7 separate regions of the Mus musculus genome follow, and all the other regions are linked to region 3. The links are chromatin contacts, called in public Hi-C and promoter capture Hi-C maps. All regions are on one chromosome and are shown on one strand. The core of a region is the stretch at or near the end of the contact, and the rest is flanking DNA. Distances in the headings are between cores, read along the strand shown.

What was found. Promoter capture Hi-C pulls out the DNA fragments that hold promoters and counts their contacts. A called contact is a pair of places that touch in the nucleus more often than the background predicts. Capture Hi-C pulls out chosen DNA fragments and counts their contacts.
Region 1: a contact with region 3 is called in a promoter capture Hi-C map of pre-B cells, with 4 times the contacts expected there. The contact joins the promoter of Gga2 here to the promoter of Uqcrc2 in region 3. A contact is called at or near these places in 3 of 39 promoter capture datasets (hippocampal neurons, liver and pre-B cells) and 1 of 115 datasets of contacts at active chromatin or transcription factors (microglia).
Region 2: a contact with region 3 is called in a promoter capture Hi-C map of liver, with 4 times the contacts expected there. The contact joins the promoter of Cog7 here to the promoter of Uqcrc2 in region 3. A contact is called at or near these places in 5 of 39 promoter capture datasets (the 3T3-L1 cell line, the C10 cell line, hippocampal neurons and 2 more).
Region 4: a contact with region 3 is called in a Hi-C map of muscle stem cells, with 4 times the contacts expected there. The contact joins the promoter of Usp31 here to the promoter of Uqcrc2 in region 3. A contact is called at or near these places in 4 of 39 promoter capture datasets (the C10 cell line, hematopoietic stem and progenitor cells, liver and 1 more), 1 of 484 Hi-C or Micro-C datasets (muscle stem cells), 1 of 115 datasets of contacts at active chromatin or transcription factors (astrocytes) and 2 of 9 other capture datasets (adipose tissue and liver).
Region 5: a promoter capture Hi-C map of liver shows a contact between it and region 3, with 3 times the contacts expected there. The contact joins the promoter of Vps35l here to the promoter of Uqcrc2 in region 3. A contact is called at or near these places in 4 of 39 promoter capture datasets (hippocampal neurons, liver and pre-B cells), 1 of 484 Hi-C or Micro-C datasets (CD8 T cells), 1 of 115 datasets of contacts at active chromatin or transcription factors (astrocytes) and 2 of 9 other capture datasets (adipose tissue and liver).
Region 6: a contact with region 3 is called in a promoter capture Hi-C map of hippocampal neurons, with 4 times the contacts expected there. The contact joins the promoter of Gde1 here to the promoter of Uqcrc2 in region 3. A contact is called at or near these places in 4 of 39 promoter capture datasets (the C10 cell line, hippocampal neurons and liver), 1 of 484 Hi-C or Micro-C datasets (CD4 T cells), 1 of 115 datasets of contacts at active chromatin or transcription factors (astrocytes) and 2 of 9 other capture datasets (adipose tissue and liver).
Region 7: a contact with region 3 is called in a promoter capture Hi-C map of liver, with 5 times the contacts expected there. The contact joins the promoter of Knop1 here to the promoter of Uqcrc2 in region 3. A contact is called at or near these places in 4 of 39 promoter capture datasets (the C10 cell line, hippocampal neurons, liver and 1 more) and 3 of 115 datasets of contacts at active chromatin or transcription factors (astrocytes, large pre-B cells and thymic regulatory T cells).

What each region holds. Positions count from the first base shown.
Region 1 is chr7:122,019,394-122,023,074 of GRCm38.p6, forward strand. It overlaps Gga2 (golgi associated, gamma adaptin ear containing, ARF binding protein 2), which reads right to left and starts at 1,805. Exons shown (of 17, transcript NM_028758.2): 1 at 1,596-1,805. The coding sequence starts at 1,695.
Region 2 is chr7:121,979,586-121,983,108 of GRCm38.p6, forward strand. It overlaps Cog7 (component of oligomeric golgi complex 7), which reads right to left and starts at 2,108. Exons shown (of 17, transcript NM_001033318.3): 1 at 1,832-2,108. The coding sequence starts at 2,000.
Region 3 is chr7:120,633,044-120,636,626 of GRCm38.p6, forward strand. It overlaps Uqcrc2 (ubiquinol cytochrome c reductase core protein 2), which reads left to right and starts at 2,146. Exons shown (of 14, transcript NM_025899.2): 1 at 2,146-2,279. The coding sequence starts at 2,247.
Region 4 is chr7:121,705,426-121,708,771 of GRCm38.p6, forward strand. Usp31 (ubiquitin specific peptidase 31) reads right to left here and starts at 2,017. Exons shown (of 16, transcript NM_001033173.2): 1 at 1,211-2,017. The coding sequence starts at 1,828.
Region 5 is chr7:118,738,480-118,741,892 of GRCm38.p6, forward strand. Vps35l (VPS35 endosomal protein sorting factor like) reads left to right here and starts at 1,792. Exons shown (of 31, transcript NM_027815.4): 1 at 1,792-2,296. The coding sequence starts at 2,196.
Region 6 is chr7:118,704,133-118,707,571 of GRCm38.p6, forward strand. Gde1 (glycerophosphodiester phosphodiesterase 1) reads right to left here and starts at 1,606. Exons shown (of 6, transcript NM_019580.4): 1 at 1,258-1,606. The coding sequence starts at 1,518.
Region 7 is chr7:118,854,428-118,857,696 of GRCm38.p6, forward strand. It overlaps Knop1 (lysine rich nucleolar protein 1), which reads right to left and starts at 1,571. Exons shown (of 5, transcript NM_023197.3): 1 at 1,196-1,571. The coding sequence starts at 1,349. Iqck (IQ motif containing K) reads left to right here and starts at 1,325. Exons shown (of 9, transcript NM_001374605.1): 1 at 1,325-1,534. The coding sequence starts at 1,348.

The sequences.
Region 1 (3,681 bases), core at 555-3,054, 1.4 Mb after region 3:
ACTCATCTCCTGAGTCCATCTATGTACAGGGAAGGAAGACTATATGGGTGATGGTAGTCCTTTCTGGGTTTTGTTTAATGTTTTGTTGTTGTTGTTGTTTGGTTTTTGTCTGTATGGTTGGTTTTGTTTTGTTTTGTTTTTTCCCAGACAGGATCTTACTATGTAGCTCTAGCTGTCCTGAAACTCACTACGTAGGCCAGGCTGGCTTCTCCCTCACAACTGCTGGAATTGGACTAGTGTGCACTGCTACAGTCTGGCTCCAGGTCTTTAATTAAAGTAATGTGCATGCACGTGTGCTTACATTAAACCCTGCTGATGGGTTCAGATAATCCTTTCGACTCCTGATCCCCACTCCCTTCATTCCTATTGTAACCACCATCACCCCACCCCACCCCACCCCAGCTATCTAAAGACCTTATATATCTACTCCAAGTCTGAAGTCTCACCCTCAACCAACTCACCAGGTGGAACTGCATGTGGTGCTTTCAGTAGAAGCGAAGCTGTCTCCAACAGCTTCTCCTACATGTTGAAATAGAAAGCTATAGGCCTGCAATGACTCAGAAGATAAAGGTGCCTGTGACCAAGCCTTGTGGCCTGAGTTCGAGCCCTGGAACCCACAGAAGAGCCTAAGGAGAGAAACGACACCCTGACCCCTTCCCCAGTTGTTCTCTGTTCTCCACGAGCCAGGAGCAGCACGCCCCACCCCAAATACACAACATGTAATAAAAATGTTTAAATAATGCAGTCCCTTCTGCGGCGCTCACGCGTCTTACTTCATTAGCAAATTAGTCTGAGGTCTCTTTTCTGGATTCTCTGAGCTTTAAGCTTTGCACTCCTGGCCAACAGGCCTACTCGCTCCCAGAATGTTGTACATTCTCATCCTGAGTTTTTGCAGTTTCCTGTCTGGAATATGGCCTCCTCCATTGTCCACACACTGTATACCAGCTATGACAAGCCCCAGGTAAACAAAACAGCCCCTAACTACGTTCAACAAGCGCCCCTCCTCCAGCTTCTGTTGAGAAGGTGCTGTTCTGGTAGCCAGTAGCCAATGAACATGTCTTTGTGAGCAATGTCCCAGTGTTACCATCTCAGTGCACCCAGCACGTAGTGGAGCCCACCCAAGGGGTGGATTCTTTATTCTCTCTGAACCTCAATTCCTCAGATAAAGAGAGAACCTTTAGAACCGCACCCCCAGAGATCACCGTTAAGCTAAGACAAGGAACAATTAAGTCTGGCCAGAGTAAATATGCACCGAGGCATAAAAGCTGGTTTTGCTCTTAAAGGTAGCAGCCACTTAAGCTCTTAGACTCAATGATCTGCAAAAAAGCTGCATCGCCCGCACGGGTTAGTAAACCCAGGTACTCTCGGTCCTGCGACCAGACTAACAATGGCTGAAACGCTTTCTGCACAGTGCTTGGCACAAGAGATCGCTAAGCATTCGCGCTCCAGCTGTTAAGTGGTGCCGCCCGGCCACTGAGCCATGGCGTGGTCTGAGGTCCCCAGAATCCCCTGGGTGAGTCTAGAGGCCCCCTCCCGCCGCGGAGGACAACCAGGGCGGCGGGAAGCAGGATCACGTGTGGCGCGATGCTACTCACTGAGCCACAGCTCCAGCGCCGCCGCTGCCCCAGGGCCGCCCTCCGCCGACTCGGTCCCTGCCGGGGATCCGGTCCCCGCTGCCACTGCCGTCGCTGCCATCTGCCCAGCCCAGCGCTGCGGCCGCAGTCACTCCTGCCCAAAAGCTGCAGCCACCGCCGCCGCCTAGCCTTCGCTCCAGCTGCCGACGCGGCAGACACTGAGAGGCACGTGACGGGGCGGGCCCTATTGGACACGCCCATTTCTGGGCCCTGTCCCGCCCCCACGCACCTCCTCCCGGCCACCTCCAACTCACGAGGTCTTTTTTTTTTTTTTTTTTTTTTTTTTTTGTGCAAGACCACTTGAAAGGTCAAAAGCCAAGCTAGTTAGGTATTGATTGTCCCCTCTTCTTCAGAAGCAGGGTTCCCAGAAAAGATACTGGACGCCTGGCTAAATCTGAATTTCAGATAAAGAATCATTCTTTCAGCATTTTTATTAGGGTCTTCTCCGAGTATGTATCTTCCATTCGGGTTTCTGACACACTTTTTTTTGATGACACATTGCATCATAATTCATAAAACAGTTATTTTTATGAAAAGATACTTTTCTCAAAAAAACAGGTCAGAGGCAGGCGGATCTCTGAGTTTGAGGCCAGCCTGGTCTACAAAATGAGTTCCAGGACAGTCAAGGCTACACAGAGAAACCCTGTCTCGAACACCCATCCCCCCCCAAAAAAAAGAAATAAAAAACAGGTCGTGATTCTCATACCCTAAAAAGTGAACACATTAATTATATATAAACATACCTTTTTCTAACTGTTTTGAGTTAAGGTCTCATGTAACCAGCTGGCTTTGATCACTGCATAGCTGAGGAGGACCCAGAATTCTTGGTCATCCTGCCACTGTGGTACAAACTTGATTACAAGAATGTACTACCAGTACAGCTTTGTTGTTATGGTTTTTGTTTTTGCTTTTGAGAAAGGGTTTCTCATACTCATTAGTCCAAGATGGCCTTTGAATGATAAAAGCTAAGATCCTAAAAACCTGTAGTAAAATCCTTTTGCCTCAACCTCCCAAAAGCTGGAACTACAGGTGTGAGCTACCATGCCAGCCTAACATGAAATATTTTCCTTTATTTAACTCTTGAACTTAAATGAAGGAATCAAGTAGATGTTGTATTAATATGTCCACAAGAAAAGCCAAAGAGAAAAATCTATGTAAAAATAAAGGACTGTTGAGACAAACATGCAAATGGGCATAAGACTGGCTCCAGCCAGTGGAGAAAGAGGTCTGTCCAGTGGACAGGATTAATATGCATGTCTAGAGGCCAGCATAATTTTGCCATTGCTGTCAATGATCTACTACTAACAACTCTGCTAAGACTGAAGGAGGCCTTAGCCTGGAAGGCAGTCAAGACTGCGCACGAGGTCCCTCTGAAGCACCAGATCCTTCCACACTGTCCCTATCATTCCCCACCCTCAATGTCACACCCCAGTACATACACACACACACACACACACAGAAGGATTTTAATTTGCATAGACCTGGACCACCAGCATACCAAATGGGGCTTGGCATACCAGTAAGTATCTGTTGAATGGACACATAAATAGTGGGGACAGTCAGGGGTAACTCTAGGACTTTAGGCATATCATAATCCCAAATGTACAAACATTTTTTTAAGTTTTTATTTGTATGTGTGTTTTGCCTGCATATATATCTATGCACCACATGCAAGCCTGGAGCCTGAAGAGGCCAGAGAGTGTGTCAGATTCCCTGCAACTGGAATTGTAGACAGTCCTGAGCTGCCATGTGGGTGCTAGGAATTGAACCTGGGTCCTCCAAAAGAGCAATACATACTCTTGACCACTGAGCAACCTCTACAGCCCTACTTTTAATCTTTTAAACACTATGCATATGTATGTGCATATGTGTGATATGCATGTCGGTACAGGCACACGCATGCCACAGTGTGCTTATGGAGCACAGAGAACAGTTTTATCGAATTGGTTTTCTCCTCCCACCCTTAGGTGCCTTCTCAAGATGGAAGTCATATCATTATGCTTATATGGCAATCACTTTTACCTGCGGAGCCCGTGAGAGGGCTGCA
Region 2 (3,523 bases), core at 858-3,357, 1.3 Mb after region 3:
CGAGTCTCTACAGATCACGGACCATCAGAGATGGCACAAATGAACACTTCAACTGTCTGCACGTAGAGCATTGGAAATGAAAGTCTAGGAACTCTAGCCAGAGCTGGCTGGCTGGTATACTCTGAAGCGGGTCAGGTTCTTCAAAGTGGAACCAAGGGCAGGGGACATGCCTGGGCTACCAATGAAAACAACCTGTCTCATGCTTTCCCTTAATACATGTGTATACTTTTGGAAATTCATAAGGTAAATGCCGTTCTCCCTAGGTGCTGTGGTTGCCATAGTGATGAACATGAAGACGGAATCACACACAAAGCCCAGGTGCTTGACAAGTTTAGGGGCCCATGAGGATATATGTATAAAAAATGGACCTGGCTGCTAAACTTGAAGCCCACTGCAACAGACTAGAGGCATGAACACCACGGTCTCCAGTTTCCTGCTAGCCCTGTGTTCTTAGGCCTGAGCATGTTTTAGCATCGGCTAGCCTCTTATCTGGTAAGTGTGGGACAGGGCCCATGGCTGCATCCTTAACACCTCAGAACACGAGGATGTGGGTCCCAGGAGCCACTAAGAAGCACTAGCCTGCTTTTTCGCTGCTCCCACACACATGCAGATGTGGGGAAAATATGCCTGGAAACCAAGCTGCAGCACCATAACCCAGGCTATCTATGTGGTACTGTGTCCTCAACACAGTGAAGCAGCAAGGAGGAGCACTGATTCAGCAACATATATTCTCTCTTTCTCTCTCATTCTCTCTCTCTCTCTCTCCCCCCCCTCTCTCTCGTCTTCTCTCTCTCATTCTCTCTTTCTTCCTCTCTCTCGCTCTCTCTCTCTCTCACACACACACAGTTAAAGTCTTCATTCAGGATGGCCCATCTTCCTTAGCTTACAAAGATATATTAATGGATTTGTGTCATTCTCATATACTGCTAAATACTAGGACCAGTTAACTATTAAATGCTCTCAAAAGTGACTCTTTATGCCAGGCATGACAGAACATGTCTATAATCCCAGAATTTCAGAATCAAAGGCATGAAGATCAAGAGTTCAAGGTCACCCTCCATCATAGAGCAAATTCAAGGCCAGTATGGGTTACATGAGAGTCTATCTACCCCACCACCTCCAAAAGGCCTTCTTTCAAGATTTATTTTTTAATTACATTCACCCATGTTTGTCTGTGTGTCAGTATGTGCATGTGAGTGTTTATGCCCAAGGAGGCCACTGAATCCCATGGAACTGGAGTTACAGGTAGTTGTGTGCCAACTGATGTGGGTGCTGAGAATTAAGTTTAGGTTCTCTACAAGAGTAGTAACCACTGAGCAATTACTCCAAACCCAAAGAGCTTTTTTTGGGGGGGGGGGGCACATATCTGTAATGCCAGAATTAGGGAAGCTGGGGCAGAAGGCGAGTTTGAGGCGAACCTAGGCGACAGAGTGAGACTGTAAATAAGAAGGGGGAAGGAGAAGGAAGAGTAAAAGAGCGTGCGAGAGCCGGCGAGAGCGATCCTATAGCCTAGGCCGGCCTCGAACTCACTTTGCAACTGAAGCTGGCTTTGAATTCCTGACCGTCCAGCACCACCTCCCCAGTGCGGAAATTAACGGCGGTCGCCACCACTCCCAGATTGTTATTATTATTATTATTGGGGTTTTTTTTTTGTTTTTAGTTTTTAGTTTTTAAAGGAAATGTTATGGCATCGTCGGACGTGAACACCAAAGCCTAGACCTAACTCAGACTACTGCAGGGCTCGCTTTCCCACCAAAGGAGAGGCTTGGCCCCTGGGCCCGGTCCTGCAGTCGGGTGCCGGGGCGGGCGGGTGGGCGTCTGCGTGGCTCACCCTCCACGGCGTGGTTCACCTCCTGGATGAACAGCTGCAGCTTCATTACCAGGGTGGCTGCGTGACCGTCCGCCTTCCCCGCCGCCCCGTCTTTGGGGCCGGCTCTGAAGGCCGCATTAATCCAGTCCTTCACGTCGAAGTCGTCAGCCAGGAACTTGGAGAAGTCCATGGCGCGCGGTCTCCGGGTTGGCGCCGAGCGACACCGCCTTCGGGACACCCGTCGAAACCCACCAAGCTTTACTTGCCGCCCCGTCAGCGCACTCGCGCCGAGGCCGAATGTCCCTCGTCGCGCGCCGTACTTCTTCCGGAAGTCGGTGCCTATTACCATAGCAACTGTTCCTGTTAGAGCAGCGAGCTTCGCGCAGTCCGGACAGGTACGACAGTTCGTTTTCTGCTCTTATTTGTCGAGCAGTAAACTAAGTAAACGCGTGTTTCCTCAAGACTAGAAGATTGACGTCTGAGAAGGGAGCAGCTGAGAAATATAAACTCTGTATGTAGGAGTAATGTTGCTAGTTTTCCGTCCTCACTAAATGCATACAGCAGTTTGGGTTTTTTGGTTTTTTGGTTTTTTGGTTTGGTTTGGTTTTGCTTTGAGACAGGGTTTCTCTGTGTAGCCCTGGCTGTCCTGGAACTCACGTTGTAGACTAGGCTGGCCTCGAACTCAGAAATTCGCCTGCCTCTGCCTCCCGAGTGCTGGGATTAAAGGTGTGCGCCACCACGCCCGGCAGCAGTTTGGTTTTTTTTTTAATTTTATTTTATTTTATATGGAGTGTTTTGCCTCTGTATGTGTGTGACCCACTTGCCTGTCTGGTGCGGGCAGAGGCCAGATGAGAATGAAAGATCTCCTGGAAGTGGGATGTTACATGTGGTTATCAATGCTGGGAGTGGAACGCAGGTCCTCTGGAAGAGCTGCCAGTACTATTAACCGCTGGACCATCTCTCCTCATAGATTTCTATAGATTTGATAATGGTCTCCCCTAACTCTGGTCTAATTTCAGTAATCTTCAATAATCTTCAAAAATTACTTTTCCTCCAATTCTTCCACTCATTTTCCATCATTTTCTTTACTAGTTAGGTTTTTTCTTTCTTTCTACCTTTCTTCCTTCTTCCTTTCTTTCTCCGATTTTTTTTTTTTTTTTTGCTCTTGTCTAGTATAGCAAAGTAGAGGATGTTGTTGTTGTTGTGAGGATGTTGTTGTTTGTTTGTTGTTTTTAAAGACGGGTTCCGTTCTTCTATCCTAGAACTCAAACCCATGCCTCAAAGATCGAACCTCCCACATGCTGGGATTTCTGGCTTAAGCCACCACTGCATGTTCTAGCGTTGGTTTCTAATTTAATTCCGTGTATCAGGAACACATATTATGACTCTGTTCTAAATGTACAGAGACTTGCTATGGCCTTAATATTTGTCTGTCATGGAGAAGAGTATATGTGCACTTAAAAATATGTACAGTACCCAAAAGGAGGACATGGTGTTGTGGGGAATGGATACAGCTAAAGGTAATAAGCAAAAGAAGCCAGAAGACGAAGTTCACGTTTTCTCTCAGTTCTGGATCCAGATTGTATAAACACCTAAAAGAATATCTAACATGAGAGCAGAGGAAAGACACGGGAGGAAAAAGAATGGAAGGTGGAGGTGGGAAAGAGGGAAGATATGCAGAAGGGAACAGGGGTAAAATGCATAGTACAGTTA
Region 3 (3,583 bases), core at 896-3,395:
TTAAAGAACTGTTCTAAGTCCTCAGTCATCGGGGAAATGCAAATCAAAATGACCATGAGATCCCACCTTACACCAATCCTAATGGCTAAGATCAAAATTTCAGGTGAATGTTGGTGAGGATGTGGAGAGAGAGAAACACTCCACCATTGCTGGTGGGATTGTAGACTGGTACAACGACTCAGAAATCAATCTGAAGGTTCCTCAGAAAACTGGAAACAGATTTACCTAAAGACCCAGCTATACCACTCTTGGGCATATATCCAAAAGATTCCCTGCCATGCCACAGGGGCACTTGTTCCACTATGTTCATAGCATCCGTATTTGTGATAGCCAGAAGCTGGAAACAACTGAGATGTCCCATGACAGAATGGATACAGGAAATGTGGTTCATTTACACAATGGAATACTACTCGGATATTAAGAATGAGGACAATCCTGAGTTTTGCAGGCTAATGGATGAAACTAGAAAGTATGATCCTGAGTGAGGTAACTGAGACCCAAAAGGACATGCATGGTATGTATTCTCTAATAAGTGGATATTAGCCAAAAAAGTACAAAATACCCAGAATACAGAACTCAAGAAGGTTAACAAGCCAAAGACCCAAGTCCTCAATCCCACTTGGGGGGGAGGGGTAGAAAGCATTAGGAGGGGGTGGGCAGAAGGAGGGACCTGGGTGGGAGAGGGGACAGGGAGAGGAAAAGGGGAACATGATCAGGTATTGGGGTAAGGGAGAATCAGGAGTGAAGCTCTGAGAGCCAGCAGAAAAGAATAGAAACCACCCCCCTCAGATGGGGGGACCCTCAGAGACCTGGGAAGTGAAAGACTCTCAGAACTCAAAGGGAGGGACCTTAAATGAAATGCCCAACAGTGGGGAAAGGGAACTTATAGAGTCCACCTCCAGTAGAAAAGCAGGACATCAAGTGGAGGGATGGGGTTGCCATCCCACAATCAAAAACTCTGACCCAGATCGTCCCTGTCTAAAAGAACTGCAGGGACAAAAATGGAGAACAGACTGAAGGAAAAGAGGTTCAGTGGCAGGCCCAAATTTGGATCCAGCTCAAGGGGAGGCTCCAAGGACTGACACTACCCTCAGAGAGGCCCAACAAGCAGCTGACTGAGACAGAAGCAGATAGTTACACCCAACCATTAGACTGAAGTCGGAGACCCCTGCGGTTGAATTAGGGGAAAGACTGGAAGAAGCTGAGGAGGAGGAGGGCAACCCCATAGCAAGACCAACAACAGTCTCAATTAACCTGAACCCCTGAGTTCTCTCAGACACAGAGCCACCAACCAGGCAGCATACATGAGCTAGTCCGAGGTCCCAACATATATACAGCAGAGGACTACCTGGTCTGGCCTCAGTGGGAGAAGAGGCACCTAACTTGAGAAACGAGGCCCCAGGGAGTACTGAGGCCTGGCGGGGGCATCCTCTTAGAGAAGGGGTAGGAGGAATGGGATGAGGAACTGTGGGAGGGGCGGACCGGGAATCTGGCAACGACTGGACTGTAAAAAAAATAAAAGTAACCAAAAACATTTTTAAGCAGCTATGCGGCTTCATGAAAGCAGTGGTTCCCGAATTAGTCTCAATCATAGTGTAACACACGAATGATTTGTGCCATATGTCTGTATCACCAACAGTTAAACATTTTTAAGTACAATAGAAGACTATATTAAGTCCCTGATTATACACACACGCGCAAATTTGCGCGAGAAAATTTCACGAGATTGAGTCCTTGCTGGTGACGATCTCCTTGCGGCAAGGAGACCTACAAGTGTGTCGATCTGTTCGACGAGACATTCGTCCTGCCAGTTTCTGTGAACTCGGTCACCAAGTTCGCGGTACCGGGAAGACTACAGTAAAAGTGGCGAGGGACGACCTCCGAGGAACAGGGAGTGCCGACGACTCCCGGACTTGCGAGGACTCACGGGCAGGCCCAAGACGGCTGGGGTGACTGTGACGGCTGCAGACGCAGCTGGGATTACAGGCTGCATGTCTTTTGCAGAAAAAGAACTCAGAAAGGATAACCTACAAAAGCTGCAATCTAGTCCGGGAGACCTCTAGCCTCTCCCCAGGAGCTGGGCTCGTCCCGCCTACCGGAGCAGTAGAGCACTGCATGCGTAGAGGGCCGCCGGTACAAGGGGGCGTGGGCAAGCTCGCAGTGCACACCGGGAAACTCGGTCCTCCGACCCCATCTTGCTTTGCTGTCTGCAGCGGTGACCGTGGGAAAGGGCAACTGCTAGAGCCATGAAGCTCCTCAGCAGGGCCGGGTCCTTCTCGGTGAGCATGGGACGTGCGTGGGGCAGGGCTGGGGACGCTTGTCGGCCACTCAGGAGCTGGGTGCGGAGTGTGCGGCCTTGGCCTCAGGCCTGGGTCTGCCCTTCAGGTAAACCCCGCGGAGAAGGGGGCTGCCAGCGAGCCGAGGCCTGGGAGGCTCGGCGGGTCCTGTGAGCAGCCGAGAGCTAACGCGGGGAAAGCGGAAGAGGAGGGTGGCCTGGAGAGTGGCGGAGAAGCGGCTCTCGGGAGATTCCTGAAGGTCACTCGAGAAGCAGGTAGGGTGTAGGCCAACGCCACCCGGGCCGCCTGCTTCCCCTACCTACGACCTCTGCCCCTGGGTTGATCCCGAGGCGTCGGTTTCCCCAATGCGTGCGAGTTTATTAAATTCACAAACGCGGTGCGCTGCTTATCTCAGTGCCGGCACCTTCGTTCCTGTCAGTACTCAGTCCCCGCATTCCTTAAGATGCTCGTTTTCTCGGGGTCCCATTTAAAGGCTTCCTCCAGGAGGGGCTCTTGATCTTTCTTCAAGACTAGCCCTAAAATATGTAGTTGTCACTTGCGGTGAGGAGAGGAGTACCTCATGTGTGTCAGCACGTTATCACGCTGGAATCGTGGTTTTCAAGAGATGAGAATGGGAGCATTTAAACTTCAACAAGGGCTAATTTGCCCCTACTAGCCGGTCACATGCGGAGCTTTTTATTCGTAACCACCTGTTGAGAGAGTGCTTCTAGCATCTAGAGGTCAGCGGTGCAGCTAGACATCCAACCATACAACAGCAGCCCCTACAGCACAGTTACAACGCGGAAATGCCAGGAGTGTCTGTGTTGAGAGACGACTAGACAGTGATACACCAGGCCTGGGCATAGTGTTTCCTTGTGCTTTATACTTACATATATGTGTTGTACAAATTTAGGCTGCAGTTGTATTCCTTGTGCCTAGACAGACCAATTGCTAGCAGTCCTTAGAGAGCAGGACTTTCCATGTGTTATTAAAACAAAGTAGAAATTGTATCTAAGTCTTTCCTGAAAGGAACCCAAAAGAAGCAGGAGATTTTAAACTTCACTACCCAAAAGCACAGAAGTGGAAGTGTGGATTATTCATATGTGGACTGTTACACTTGGATGTTACAGGAATTACATCTTGGGCACAGCTAAAAATTCACAGCTAAAAATCACAAGTGGCTGCATATACCTTATCCAGCAAACTAAAATGAAAATGACACAGTTAATTATATTCATAATTTACAAGCAGGACTGAAGGGATAAAGTAGTAATTCCATGAACAGGTGAAAACCAGCAGCCAGATTA
Region 4 (3,346 bases), core at 767-3,266, 1.1 Mb after region 3:
GGACCATCAGGTAAACATGACAAATTGAGTTAAATCCCCAGAACCCACATAAATGAATAAGAGAACCGACTCCACAAATCGTCCTCTGACCTCTACACAAATGCCACACACACACCCCATGCCTATGTAAATATTTTTTAATGTTGTCTACCAACGTCTCTAAACTTGATATTTGTTTTCTTTAGAAGAGCAGTGGAGAGGGGTAGGTTGATCCCAGCACACAGAAGGCTATCGGGAAGATCTCGAGTTGAAAGTCAGCCTTGGGCTACATAGTGGGACCCTGTCTCAAAAAAATAAAGAAGGCTGGTAGAAAATCAGGGTGAGACAACTGTCAAAAAATGGGGGCAACTATCAAACTGTGGAGTTCTAAGCATGAGGAAATGAGGGAAGGAATGGTAAAACTTATTTTTTCACTGTCCGACTCCATTCTCGCTAATATCATACCCATATCCCACCTCAAAGTATCCCTCATACAATCTCCAATCACCTCTCTGCTCAGCTTACAGTAAGAACCCAACTCCTTAGGATAGCCTAAATGACCCTTACCATCTGGACCAGCAAACTCCTCTGCTTCCCAATCTCATCCTCTTAGTGCACACGGGCAGCTGCAAGCCAAGGGCCAGGACCACCTCCTCCATCTATTACATCATCAAGTTCTGCCTTCTTCAAAGTACTATCTGATAACACCTGGTTCATTGTACTTAAGAATAGAAAGAAAAAAAAAAAAGCACTAAGCATGAACGGTACTAACATAGCTAAAGCACTTTATGTATCACACTGAACCCGCTAGAAGTGCCCAAACTGGGTAATCTCGCTGTCCAACGTAACCTGTCAACTTGCTAAACGTAAGTACCAGGTAAACGGGAGCATAAAGAGGCTCAGTGGTTTACTACTTAAGAAGCAGAAGCCGGATTCGAACCCAGATGGATAGATACTCTCCCACCAATACCCGCTCCAAAGATTGAAGTTCCATGAAGGCAGGGTCTTGGTCCTGGCAACATCCATCCCCAAGGCGGATCACAGGACCTGGCGCCCATGTTCTGGCGCTCGGAAGCCAAGCTGGCTGGATGAATGGTGGGAGGAATGCGTTCCTTTGTCATCTGGGTTATCTTCCAGAACTCTCTGAGCATCCAGCGCAGAAATCCTCCCGGCCCGAAGAGGAGGAGCCCAAGAAGCGCCCGAGCTCCAAGGCCCCCCGCCCCGGGCTCACCTTGAAGTCGCGGCTGTGTTGCGGGGTGTACTCCAGCGTCCAGAGCGCCCGCACCAGATGCGCCAGCTGCTCGGTGACCTCGCCCTGGCCGTGCGGCCCGCGGCCCGCCGGCTGCTCCGACTCCGGCTCTGGCTCCGGTCGGCCCGCCCGGTACTGGCCCAGAGCCAGGTACTCGGCGAAGAGCTCGGTGTTACTGAGGCACTGCAGCGTGGCGTTCATGAAGCACGTGTTGCCGTGGTTGCGGAGCCCCGCCACGCCGGGCACCGGCTCCGAGGCGCAGGCGGGAGGCGCGGGCGAGGCGGGCGGCGGCGGGCACGGCGGCGGCGTGGGCGCGGAGGCCGGCCCGGGCGGGAAGCAGCTGCGGAGGCCGCCGCGGTCCGGGGCGGCGCCCTCGGAGCTGAGGTGCGAGAGCGTGGACAGCGTCTTGAGGACGCGGCTCATGAAACTGCCCACCGAGCGCGCCGACGACGGCGACGAGGGCGCGGCCGGCCCGGGGCCGCCAGCGCCGCCGCCGCCCCCCGCGCGGCCACTCCGGAACAGCCGCTTGCTGAACGAGCGCTTCTCCTTCCCGCCCGCCGCCACCGGCGGCCCGGGCCCGGGCGCCGTTACCTTGGACATGGCGGCGGTTGCCGACGCTCATCACCGCGCCAGTCCGCCCGGACCGCGACTCCGCCACGGCCGCCGCCGCATCCCGCCGCCTGCGCCTCACCCGGCCCGGGGGGCTTCACGCCCTACACCACCTCAGAGCGCCGCGGAGAGAGCGAGCAAGAGAGCGGCGACCGAGGGGCGCGCGTGCGTCGCGCGGCCGCCCAAGTGGGCAGCTCACGTGACTCGCTGGCATCGCAGCCCCGCCCCGCACTGAAGCTGCGAGGCCGCCATATTGACTGTGGGAACAGCTCTCTCCCTGAACCCTGATTCAAGGACTCCCTCGGCTTAGGGCGTGGTTCTGCGTGTTGAAGCTCAAGACTGGCCATGTTTAGTATGGGCACGGTCCTAAACGTTAGGGCAGGCGCTGGATGGTGGATTTTAGGGGTGGGTCTCTGTCTTTGCTTGTCAAATAGAAAAGATCTAGAGAAAGTACTGAAATCAAGCTGCCACGTACCAGGTGGCAGAGGAGCTGATAGATACAGCTTTGTCTTGTCCCAGGCGGGTTAACTCAGCCTGGCTCCCGAGGGACTGCCGCGTACCCACCCGAACGTGGTCACGGAGCTGGCACATTCTGGTGGGCTTTTCTTTCAGGATGTACCTTGAGGTCTCAGCAAAGTAATATTATTAGAATTGCCTTGCTGAAAAGTTTTGTAAAATACAGCCTTTAAATCCTCTGAGCTCTCCCTTTAATCACTCAATAAACTGAGCATTTGCTCATTCATTCATTCAATCATTCATTCATCCATCCATTCATTCAGTAAATATAGCAACTGAACACTTGCTGTTTGCCAAATACTGTACTAAACTCTAAGGATACGACAAGACTGAAACTAACTGAGTTTCTGCTTGCCTTCCTATAGTGTACACTCTCAGTAGGTATTCATTCATGATTACCTCTGTATTCCACACACTATGCCAATCATGGAATACCTTCCTTGGTTTTCAGTTCAGTGCCTTTGACATCTCATTTAAACCCAAGTTTGGCTCAAAGACTTAACCTTTAAACCAAGGGTCACAGATGCACTACTATCGCAGAGGCTAGATAGGTCATAGCAATGAACAAAGAATCCTGGTGAGGGGTCGGTCATCTGCTGATCAGGTCATACTTCACATATCTTGGGAATACAAGAAATGTTGTGGACAGCGGCAACCTGCTAATTAACATTCTTCTAAAGAGATGGCTTTCGCTCACCTCCAGTCAGTTGTTCCCATGTGAGAATGAGGGCTTAGTGTTGCCAGATCAGCTGATTTTTAGAGAAAAGGTGGAAATTCTATTTTTAAATGTTGGTTCAATTTTTTTTAAAGGAAAAAAAACTGCATGGGAGAACAGCGTGCATTAAGGCTGCCTACTACTCAAAATCCACTGGTTTCTGACCTTCTCTTTGTATGTTCTCTTTGCTAAGAGATGAGCCTGAGCCCTGGTTACTGCAAAAAACAGATAATGGGAAAGAAAGCCCATAACATTTTAAAGATAGAAAGGCCACCCTA
Region 5 (3,413 bases), core at 542-3,041, 1.9 Mb before region 3:
GAGAGAGAGAGAGAGAGAGAGAGAGAGGAAGAAGGAGGAGGGGAGGGAGGGAGGGGGAGAGGGGGAGAAAGGTGTGCTGTCTCAAAACGTAAGTTGGAGAGTAATAAAGGAAAATACTAGCTATTGACCTCTGGCCTCCATATGCTCATACATGGACAATCAGACATGTGCACATGCCACACACACACAATTAGAAGCTGAGTGCAGTGTCCCATGCCAACAACCCTAGCACCTACCAGGCTAAGGCAGAGGACCAATACCTCCAGGCCAGCCAGGACTACAAAGTAAAACCATTTTCAACAACAATGTAAGCAAAGGAACAAAATGTTTCCATTTAAAACTGCTCTCTATATTCAGTGTTTTTCCATGGCCCTTCTCCAGTTTCTTTAAAAGATTCTTTTTTTTAGACTTAGTTATTTGATGTATATAAATATTTTGCCTGTATGTGTGTCTCTATACCACATGTACCTCTGTAGGCCAGAAGAGGGCATCAGATCCCCTGGGACTGGAGATACAGATGGTTGTGAGTTTGGGTTCTAGAAATCAAATCTGGGTTTTCTGGAAGAACAGCAAGTGCTTACCAGATAACGCATTTCTCCAGCCCAGATTTTACAGTTCTTTAGGGACACTGACAGAGATGCCACAAAACCATGGTCTTAGCATGTGGTAAGAAGAACCCTTTAGTTATCTATCCTTTCCAGAAATGTAGCCTGTTTTATGATAGTTCCCCATCATCTATTTTATACATAAGATGGGATGGGTTTGACGAATGTACGAAGGACAATTGGTCCCCTGCCTTTAGTGCCTCATAGTTGCTTCTTACCACCCAAACTGCTACCATTCTTTCAAAGGAACCACCAACAGCAGTGTCCCCTAGAATTGTACACACAACTATCCCAGAGCCACTGTTTTACAGTCCCCAGGCAAGTGGCATGCCCATTTACAGTAGATGCCCTGCTCTGTTATAGACCAGGGTCAGCGCTACAGAGAGAAAGGCTCTGAGAGCAAAGGCCAACCAAGAGCAGCCTGTCTTGCCTGCCTCACTAACTACAGCATCTGAGGTTTGCCCCGGAGACAGGGATTTTATAACCTCCTGTCACCTTAGCAGTTAGCTCAGTTTCACAGAGGAAGAAACTGGGACTCTGAAAATGTCAGTCCTAGTTAAAGTATATTCCGTTGCCTTTTCCAGAACGCATAAGAGGATGCTGCTCTTTCCATAAGGAAATGCACTTGGGAGTAGAACCAGGATGGTATGAATAGACAGTCTGCTAATTTCCCAGTCTTAATCCATTCTTATTTGAGTTAGAGTTTGACACTCACCAGCTTTGAGCATCAGTTTTCCAAAAACAAGTGATTAATGATAGATACTCCAGAAGTTTCTATTGAGAAGGGAGTGGGCAAAGTGCATTGAGTGCAGTCACCCTATCATAATTTATCCATGGGGGTGGGGTGGGGTGGGGCTTAAAACAGGAGCGCCAAAGTTCTGTGGTCAAGAACAGAACTTGCTTGCCCGTATTCGGACGTAGATTGTCAGTAGTGGGGGGAAAATGCCCAAAGTGTTCATCCTTACGAAGCATGAAGAGAACCCACACCAAACAGAATTCACTTCATAATCACTTGTGTCTGGCCCTCAGCAGGGATGGGTGTGTGCACTCCTTTTTGTCACTAGAGGGCGCAGGCGGGCCAAGCAGCCAGTGGCGTCTTACCCCTTACAAGACTGGGGGGCGGTGTGTGTGTGTGTGTGTGTGTGTGTGTGTGTGTGTGTGTGTGTGTGTGTGTGTGTGAATGGGATGGCTCAGAAGGTAATGGCATCGTGTGTGTGTGTGTGTGTGTGTGTGTGTGTGTGAATGGGATGGCTCAGAAGGTAATGGCATCTAGTGCCAAGCGAAGAAAGGACCAACACCTGTCCGTTATCCACTGACCTCCGTGCACATATTTACATAATACGAATGGGATTTAAGCAAGGCGTGGTGATGCAGGCCTTTAATCCCATCATTCGGAGGCAGACGTAAATGGATTTCTATTAACAAAATAAAAAGAAAAAATAAAATCAAGGCCGATGACGGAGCTTGGGTTTTGCCGGGCCATTGCCCGATACAACTGCGGAGGATCGGAATCCGGAGGAAGTTGCCCCTCACAATCATGGCGGATGACGGAGCCCGGGATCTTCAGAGCGGAAGCTGCCCTTCACAATCATGGCGTCTGGGGCGGGGCCGAGCTTCCCTGGATGTGAGAAAAGGGGCTGGACGCGGAAAACAGGCGATCATGTGACTGGGAAGATGGCTGTCTTTCCCTGGTAAGGAAAAACCCGCTAGTAGGCTTCGGGGAGGGCTCCTCTCAGTGGGGGTGGGCAGTCCTCCTTGTTGGGATCGGTGGCCTCCGTCCCCGCCCGGGCTGTCAGGACTACGGAAGAGCAGAACCGCTGTCAGTACTCTGCTCCTCTCCTCTGTTCCGCAGCTCCTTCACTCAGACGGACTCCATCCAAGGCTTCCGCCTCCTTGGGAGACGTTGGCACGCCTGGGAGTTCTGGGGAAGGGGATGAATTCGCCCGGAGTCTGCACCTGGGAGACCTGGTCGCTTGTTCCTTGAGCTCCTTAGACTTTCTCATCTGTAAAGTGGGACCATTCACCCTACTCTATGTAGGGTCCCCAGACACGCTTCTTTACCTCGTTGTTCAACGTAGTAGAACGTATTAGAGAGAGGACACGCCCAAAGGAGAGAGGGGGCAGTCAGTCAACTCCCCTGGCGGCTTGGGTAGACTGCAGAGAAGAGCCTTCAACTGGGTCTTGCAGGATGCATACGAGCTCACCAAGCAGGAAGGAATAGTGTGTACCCAAGTGACTGGCATACGGGCCTTTTTGTGCTTAGAAGTGAGGTGACCTTTAGGTTGTCACAGGTGATTTGTGTCGATAAAGAACCCACATAGGATAAGCGGATGATAATGTGGTTGGACGTTGGAGACCTTGCATCTCAGGGGCAAAATTTCTGCGTTTGAGCATGAAAGAAATTTGTAGCGCTAGGCCTTGAACATAACCAACATCAACCCTCTGGCTTTTTGGCCGGACACTTTAATTCACTCCACCCTGCAGACTCTTAAGTGACCACTTAAGGACACAGCACGTCAGCGTGGTGCCGTATCACACCGTGGGTTGGCTTCACCTGCTTGTGCTGGCTTAACCTTGGATGTTTTCGTTTTCCATACTGCTGAGACCCCAGCTCTGCTCGTGCCTATGGTCTCTGTAGCCGTCTCTCTTGAGCAAGTGTGTGGGAGTGCACGCCCATCTTTCAGTTTTACCCACTGACTTCGTGTTCTTTAATGAGAGAGACAGAATTGTGTCCGTCTTCTTCCCGGTGATTGTTCCTGTCGATGCATGAGGGAGCTGATGAGGCCCAGGGGAAGTGTGCCTCTGCTC
Region 6 (3,439 bases), core at 356-2,855, 1.9 Mb before region 3:
CCTTTAATACCAGCACTTGGGAGGCAGAGGCAGGCGGATTTCTGAGTTTGAGGCCAGTCTGGTCTACAGAGTGAGTTCCAGGACAGCCAGGGCTATACAGAGAAACCCGGTCTCAAAAACCAAAGGAAAAACAAAACAACAAAACAAAACAAAGCAAAGCAAAACAGACTAAAAGCTGTAGTATTTGCATATGTCCCAGGAATGACCTCCTATACCCCTCAAGTCAACTCTTGGCATTCTTCCATCTAAAACAATCTAGCTATGTAAGCAGTTAAGGTGTGACGTCACTCCACATACTTCTTTCATGCTATTTTTTTGATCTACAATTAAACCCACAGATGCAAGGCCAACACGTATGAAGGCTGACTGTAGTGCACTGAAGTCCATAATCCACTGAAATGCTCTTGCCATACAAGCTGACATTAATCTGAAAACAGAAGGCTTCCAAGGGCAAAGGGCTATTAAAATTCTCCTGGGTGCCTTATGGAAAGGGGAAGCAAATATTGACAGAGGAGTCTGGCTGCCAGGGTTGACGACTATGATGAAGGTGTATTTGGAAAGAGGCCATAAAGATAATATCCAAGTAATACAGAGGACAGAAATACACCCTGTGATAAGGGTGATTAAGAATATCTTGCTAGTTGGTGGTGGTGGGTGTCTTTAGTCCCAGCACTTTAACCCCACCAGGCAGGTGGATCTGAGTTGAGGCCAGTCTGATAAGTTCAAGGAGTGGACTACAGAGAAACCCTGTCTCGAAAAAAAGAGAGAAATCCCATTTACTAACAAGAACCCATTTGACCTAGTTCATATCTTAATTCATCCATACACTAGAGTTTGTTCTGCTCCTCGAAGCCAGCACCACATATAAGCCTGTTGTGTTGTGTTGCTACCTTACCACTCCAACATAAACCTCACCTCAGGCCCTTTGCACTTGCCATCGGCATCCTGGAACACTTCCCACTGATTCCAACCTTGTAATTCTAGTTCACAGTTCACAAATATCTAGTTCATAGAAAACTACTGCTACATAATGCACTGCCCCACCCTAAAGTAGCCTCATATGTTATCTCTCCCAACCCAGATGAAAGCCCTGTCAAAGGAGTCGTGCCTGGCTGCCATCCCAGCGTCTGGCACATACCAAGTCTTACAATTACCCGCGGAATTCTAGAAATAGCTGAAGTGGGGAGGGATGCGGAGCCGGGAGGAGAAGAAGAGATGTCAGCGGCGGAGCAGGCCCGAGGCGTGCGCGGGGCTCACCTGCCGGATGGCCGCCAGCGTGTTCTCGGGCGCGTCGTGGCTGCCGCCGCGATGGGCGATGGCGGACACGCGGTCACGGGGCTTGAGCACCTGCAGGGCCCGGCGGGACGGCACCGGCTCGAAGCTGAAGAACCGCAGCAGGATGTAGAGGCTGCCGGTGAGCACGCAGGCGTTGAAGGGGCTGCGTGTCACCACCAGCAGCAGCACCAGCACGAAGGAGAAGGGGCCCAGGAGGCCGCCCTGGTCCTCCCACAGCCACATGCCGGCGCCTGCACCGGCACGGACCGGAGCCCCGGACCTGCCGGGCGACGCGTAGACGCCGAGGTACTGGCCACAGCCGGAACCCTCCGCTGGGAGCAGCGCTGCACAATGGCGCCGACGGACCCATCTCGAGAAAGAGCCCGCCCTCCAGCCAATCAGAGTCCCGGAGCTTCGGCGTTGGGGGGCCGGAACCGCTGTCATGGCAACAGGAGCAGGCCCTTGCCCCAGGCCTGGGTTCCAAGGGCGCTTCGGGTTATGTAAAGTGAGGACAAGACTTAGACCCTGTCCTTCAGACTTAGTGGAAGGAGGGTGACACGGTCAAAGTTTCTTAGTGACCTTGTATCTGACCTCGAGGAAACTAAAGGCTTTGACTTTAAAAGGAACAGGATGTTTAACCTGCTTATTCAAAATGTGCCAGTAGTGTTTCCAGAGTTCTTCTGGGTCAGAGACAGGGCCTGTAATGAGCCAGGCTTACCCTGGAGCTGTAATAAGTTACGCTCCATGAACCAAACAAAAAAAAAAGTAAAAAGCAGAGAAATGGACACACCGGGAAGAAATCTAGTAAAGCACACCCACAAGTCCGTTTTCAGGGTTCTGACGGGAGGTTTAGGTTTAAATAGAGGGCAAGAGGCATGCTTGGCTAAGAAGCCCCGCCCATCATTGACCACTTAGTTCCAGTCTGTTCAGAAAGGTCCGGGACCTTCAGAACCCTTTGAACTTACAGAAAAGATACATTTTTTTCCAGGCTGGACACAGGCTCTAAGCCCTTTCCTTCTCTCAAAATCAGACTCCTAAGGAAATTCCAATTTCCTGCGGTCCATGCCTCAAAATAATATCAAGAAGGGTGACTTACAAATGTCTCTTTGGAATATCTTCATTCTTGCAAGGGCTGTTTCCACCAGGACACATGTCTGCATTTAGTGAAAGTACCTTCCCCTTGCGGGAAGTAGTATTGAGCACGATAACAAGACAAGGAAAATTAAGGGACCGTGGGAAGGAAAAAGAGCTCTTACTAGAAGTGTGGTTAAAGCCTCTTGACTTTAAGCATCAAGAATTCCTGCATGGGTAGCCCACATTCCTTTTATATGGAGATGCTTCAAGTTAGAATGTTCAAATAGCAACAAATCTAAAGGTCTAATATATGGCTTTTCTCCTTTTCCATCTGCAAGCCTGCAATTTGCTAGGAATCTCGTTGACAGTAAAGATGCGTTCACCTCCTTGTGGGACCTTTGTGAATCATGGTTTTATCTTAAGGATTGTGGCTCTTCTCAGTGTGCCCAGAAAGCCACCTTAAATCTCATTTATTGGGCTGGAGAGCTGACTCAATGATTGGGAGTACTGGCTGCTCTTCCAGAGGAACTGAGTTCAATCCCCAGCCTACATATGGTAACTCATTTAATTCCAGAGGCTCTAACACCCTTCTCTGGCCACTGTGGGCATGGTATATAACATTTTATTAAGAGAGAGAGAGAGAGAGAGAGAGAGAGAGAGAGAGAGAAGAGGACAGGCAAGATGTGGTACCAGCCATATGACGGATATAGTATGGAATAGAGTTTATTTAGGGCATGGGGAGGGGTGTTGAGAGAGTAAAGGCAGAGAAAGCAGAGGGGGAGGGGAGGCTGGCAGGGAACATGGGGAGAGAAGAGAGGGAAATGGGGAAGAGAGAGAGAAGGGCAGGGAGTAAGAGGATAAGAAGATAAGATCGAGGAAGGGACAAACAGTCTCTTTTATAGTGAGTCTGGCATACCTGGCTGTTGCCACGTAACTGTGGGGTGGAGCCTTGAAGGAATGCAAACACTGTACTTGTGAGTTGCATAAACACACATGCATACAAACACACACACACATAAAATAAAAATGTAGGCCAGGCAGTGGTGGCACAGGCCTTTAATCTCAGTGGATTTCTGAGTCTGAGGTCAGC
Region 7 (3,269 bases), core at 321-2,820, 1.8 Mb before region 3:
TCTAGGCCAGACTTGAGCCATATCAAGTCCACTCTCACCTTGCTTTAGGCGCACACCTTTAATCCCAGCACTCCGGAGCCAGAGGCAGGCAGATTTCTGAGTTCAAGGCCAGCCTGGTCTACAAAGTGAGTTCCAGGACAGCCAGAGCTATACAGATAAACCAAAAAAAAAAAAAAAAGAAAGAAAGAAAGAAAGAAAGAAGATGCCCCCACAGACATGTATAATCTTATACACCAATATTATGGTGGCATTTTTCTCAACTCCATAATATTGAACATGGTTTTCCAGTTTGACCAATAGGATGGTAGAGTCAACCCTTGAGGCAGAAGTGGAGGGTGACTGGGCAGCTGGATGAAACAGCTGCCTTGATATAACTCACTCAGCATGTGTACTGTAGGGCTGAGGCAAGGAAGTCACTCTCGCCAACAGAGACGACATAAACAGGACTTCAGGGATGATAATTAACAAGAAAACATAACTGGGCCTCAAGACATACTGACTTTTAGAGGACATAGGAAGGGGACTCACAAAGGAGAGAAAGATACAAGTCCCGACAGGCCAGTATCAAGTAAGACCATGATGATTCTACAGGATTAGGGCCAGTGATCACGAAAAATAACCCGGACAAAAAGGTCCCAGGCGTCAGCTTAACCCACTTCTTTGTTTTGCCACTCAGCCAACAGCAACATACTCTTTTCCATCCCTTTAACTGTACTTCACTCGCGAGAAGTGGAACCGAACCTACACTGCATCACCTGCAAACACAAGCTTTCTTCAAAAGCGCCTTGTTTTTGAGACAAAGTTTGACTACGTCGCTAGGGCTGATCTGCATCCCGCGTGCCGGGGTTATAGACGTGGGCCACTATGCCCAGTGTGAAGGCACTCTTAAATTCCCGCGGCAGCAGTGGATAGGGTTAGTGTGACCAATAAGCCTCACAGGCCTCGGAGACTGTAACTCACTAGGTCTCAAAGTCAACAAGGTGCAAAACACGGACTCGAGCCAGAGGAGCGTGTGCTGCCCTCACCAACCGCAGGCTGCTTGCTAGCCAGGATCATCCCCATGCCTACTCCAAGGCGGGACGGCTTGGAGAGAAACCGAGGGCTGCAGGCGAGTTGGGGGTGACTTATCTTTGTTTTCCTCTCCCCCAGCGTGCAGCACCTTCCTCGGGGCCCCGCACAAACCACCCGCACTCACCTGGTTCGCTAGCAGGCCAAGCGTCCCCGCGTGAGCAGCCGCGCAGCCGCGATCCGGAAGTCAGCTTCGACTTTCTGGCCCGCCCCCTCGAAATCCTTCTCCTTCCGGGTCGCGGCCTCCCGGTGCCCTGGGTTGCTGTAGAAACCGCGTCCATGGCGGCGCCGAGACTTGTATCCAGCCGCAGCGTGCTGCGTGAGGAGGCGAGCGGCTCCGCGGATTCGCCGATCACTACGCGCACGCCGGTGCCCGCAGTGTCGCCCGGGTCTCCCGAAGTGCTCGTGTCACCCCCGCAGGTCGTCGAGCCGCCGGGGAAGAGCCTATGGGATCAGATCTGCGAGGGTAGGCGCCCCGCCGCTGGTCGGGCCGGGCGGGACGCGGGCGGGACCCGCCGGGACGCGCGTTCCAAGCCTCTGTGCGCCAGGCGGGTGACGCGCGCGGGCGGAGGAGCCGAGCCTTAGGCCCACACGCGGAGAAAGAGGTTGGCGTATGTCTTGGATTCCGGTGCGACCTCAGGCAACAGGCTCGCAGAAGGAAACCCGGTCAGAGAGTTGCGTAGTGTGAAGCTTCAGGGTAGAGACCCGGACCGCCCGCAGATCGCCCGAGGAAGCAGGGAATGAATGAACTCTGTAGACAGGCTCCGGTGATACTCAGGAAGTATTTTGGTGTGGACAAATAGATTTTGATCTCCACTTGCCCCAAAGCCTTTCTGAAGCCCCACAAGCAGGCTAGATCACTTGTTCCTTTGTAGCCCACGAACCTTGGTCATGGGGTCTTGTAATAGTCGTACAGCGGGCATAACAATGGTACCTATGTCGTGGTGTTAGGAGGTAGAACCACGTAGTCACAGATCCTAGGTTACAGGAAGAGTGTTAGTTTTCCTTCATTCCAAAGCCTCCAGATCTCAAAGGCAAGAGACACAGATTCATTCATAATAAGTCCGCTGTCTATCCCTTCTCCCTTTTCTCTCGCCTTTTTGGACTACAGACTGGCTTCCAGCTGAGTATCCTCCTGCCTCAGCCTTCCAGCTACTGAAAGATTTTCATTCTTGTGGCATTGGCTGTCCAATACAACACTAATAGAACGTTCAATAATCTGTGCTGTTAAATGGGTTTGGGGTGTAATTTGGGACTGGCAGACTAGAAGAACCAAATTTCTTATTTTACTTAATTTTGATAAATTTAAATAGCAATATTTATGGAATAGTTCCAGGTCAGTAAATGTTTCGTGAATGGAAACAGTGAATTTGTCAGTGTATAGAGGGAAAAATGGTGACTTGGAAGAAGTGGTGAGTTCAGAGGAAGAAGAGAAGAGTCAGTCAGTCCTCCCAGACCACAGGGCTTGCATTACTCCTTCCCTGTAACCTTTGCTTTAGAGAAAAGGTTTCACCCTGATGTTCTTGTAAGTTCTACCCTTAGGGTCCTTACCCGAGGAACTATCTGCAGCAATATTCAGGTGTCTATATACTTACTGTCTTTCACCCAGAGGATTCACTTTTCCAAGCCAATAGATCTTCATAGTACAGTTTATTGTATAGTTTGATACTTTTCTTATTGCTGTGAAAAATATCTGACAAAAGCAACTCAGAGACTTATTTGGGCTCACAGTTTGAGGATATGGTACATCATCCCAGTGGGGGCTCCTGGCAGCCGGTCCCGTTTGCATCCACAACTAAGAAACAGAGATGGATTCTGGGGCTCAACTCACTTCCTTCCTTTTATTCAGTCCAGGACCACTAGCCCACAGCAGTGTTGCTGCCCCGTCAAATTGGTAATATCACAAGTAGTACTGGGGAAGGTGCTCTTTGAGGGGGATAATTCCTACCTCACAGGGCTGTAGTGGGAACCAAGTGAGATAATGAGAAGATGCTCTGGACTTTGAAAGGCTCAATACATGGTCATAAATATTGATACTTTTTTTTGTCTTTTCTTGTGGAATCAGTTTCTGTGGGGTGTGTTATACCTGGATAAAAGCAAGGACAAAGGGTTTTAGTGCTCTCTGAAAAGCAAGGGAATTGATGTCACTTACAAAATAATAGCTGTTGAGCAATGGGGGTAGAGATGACCTATTTTATACA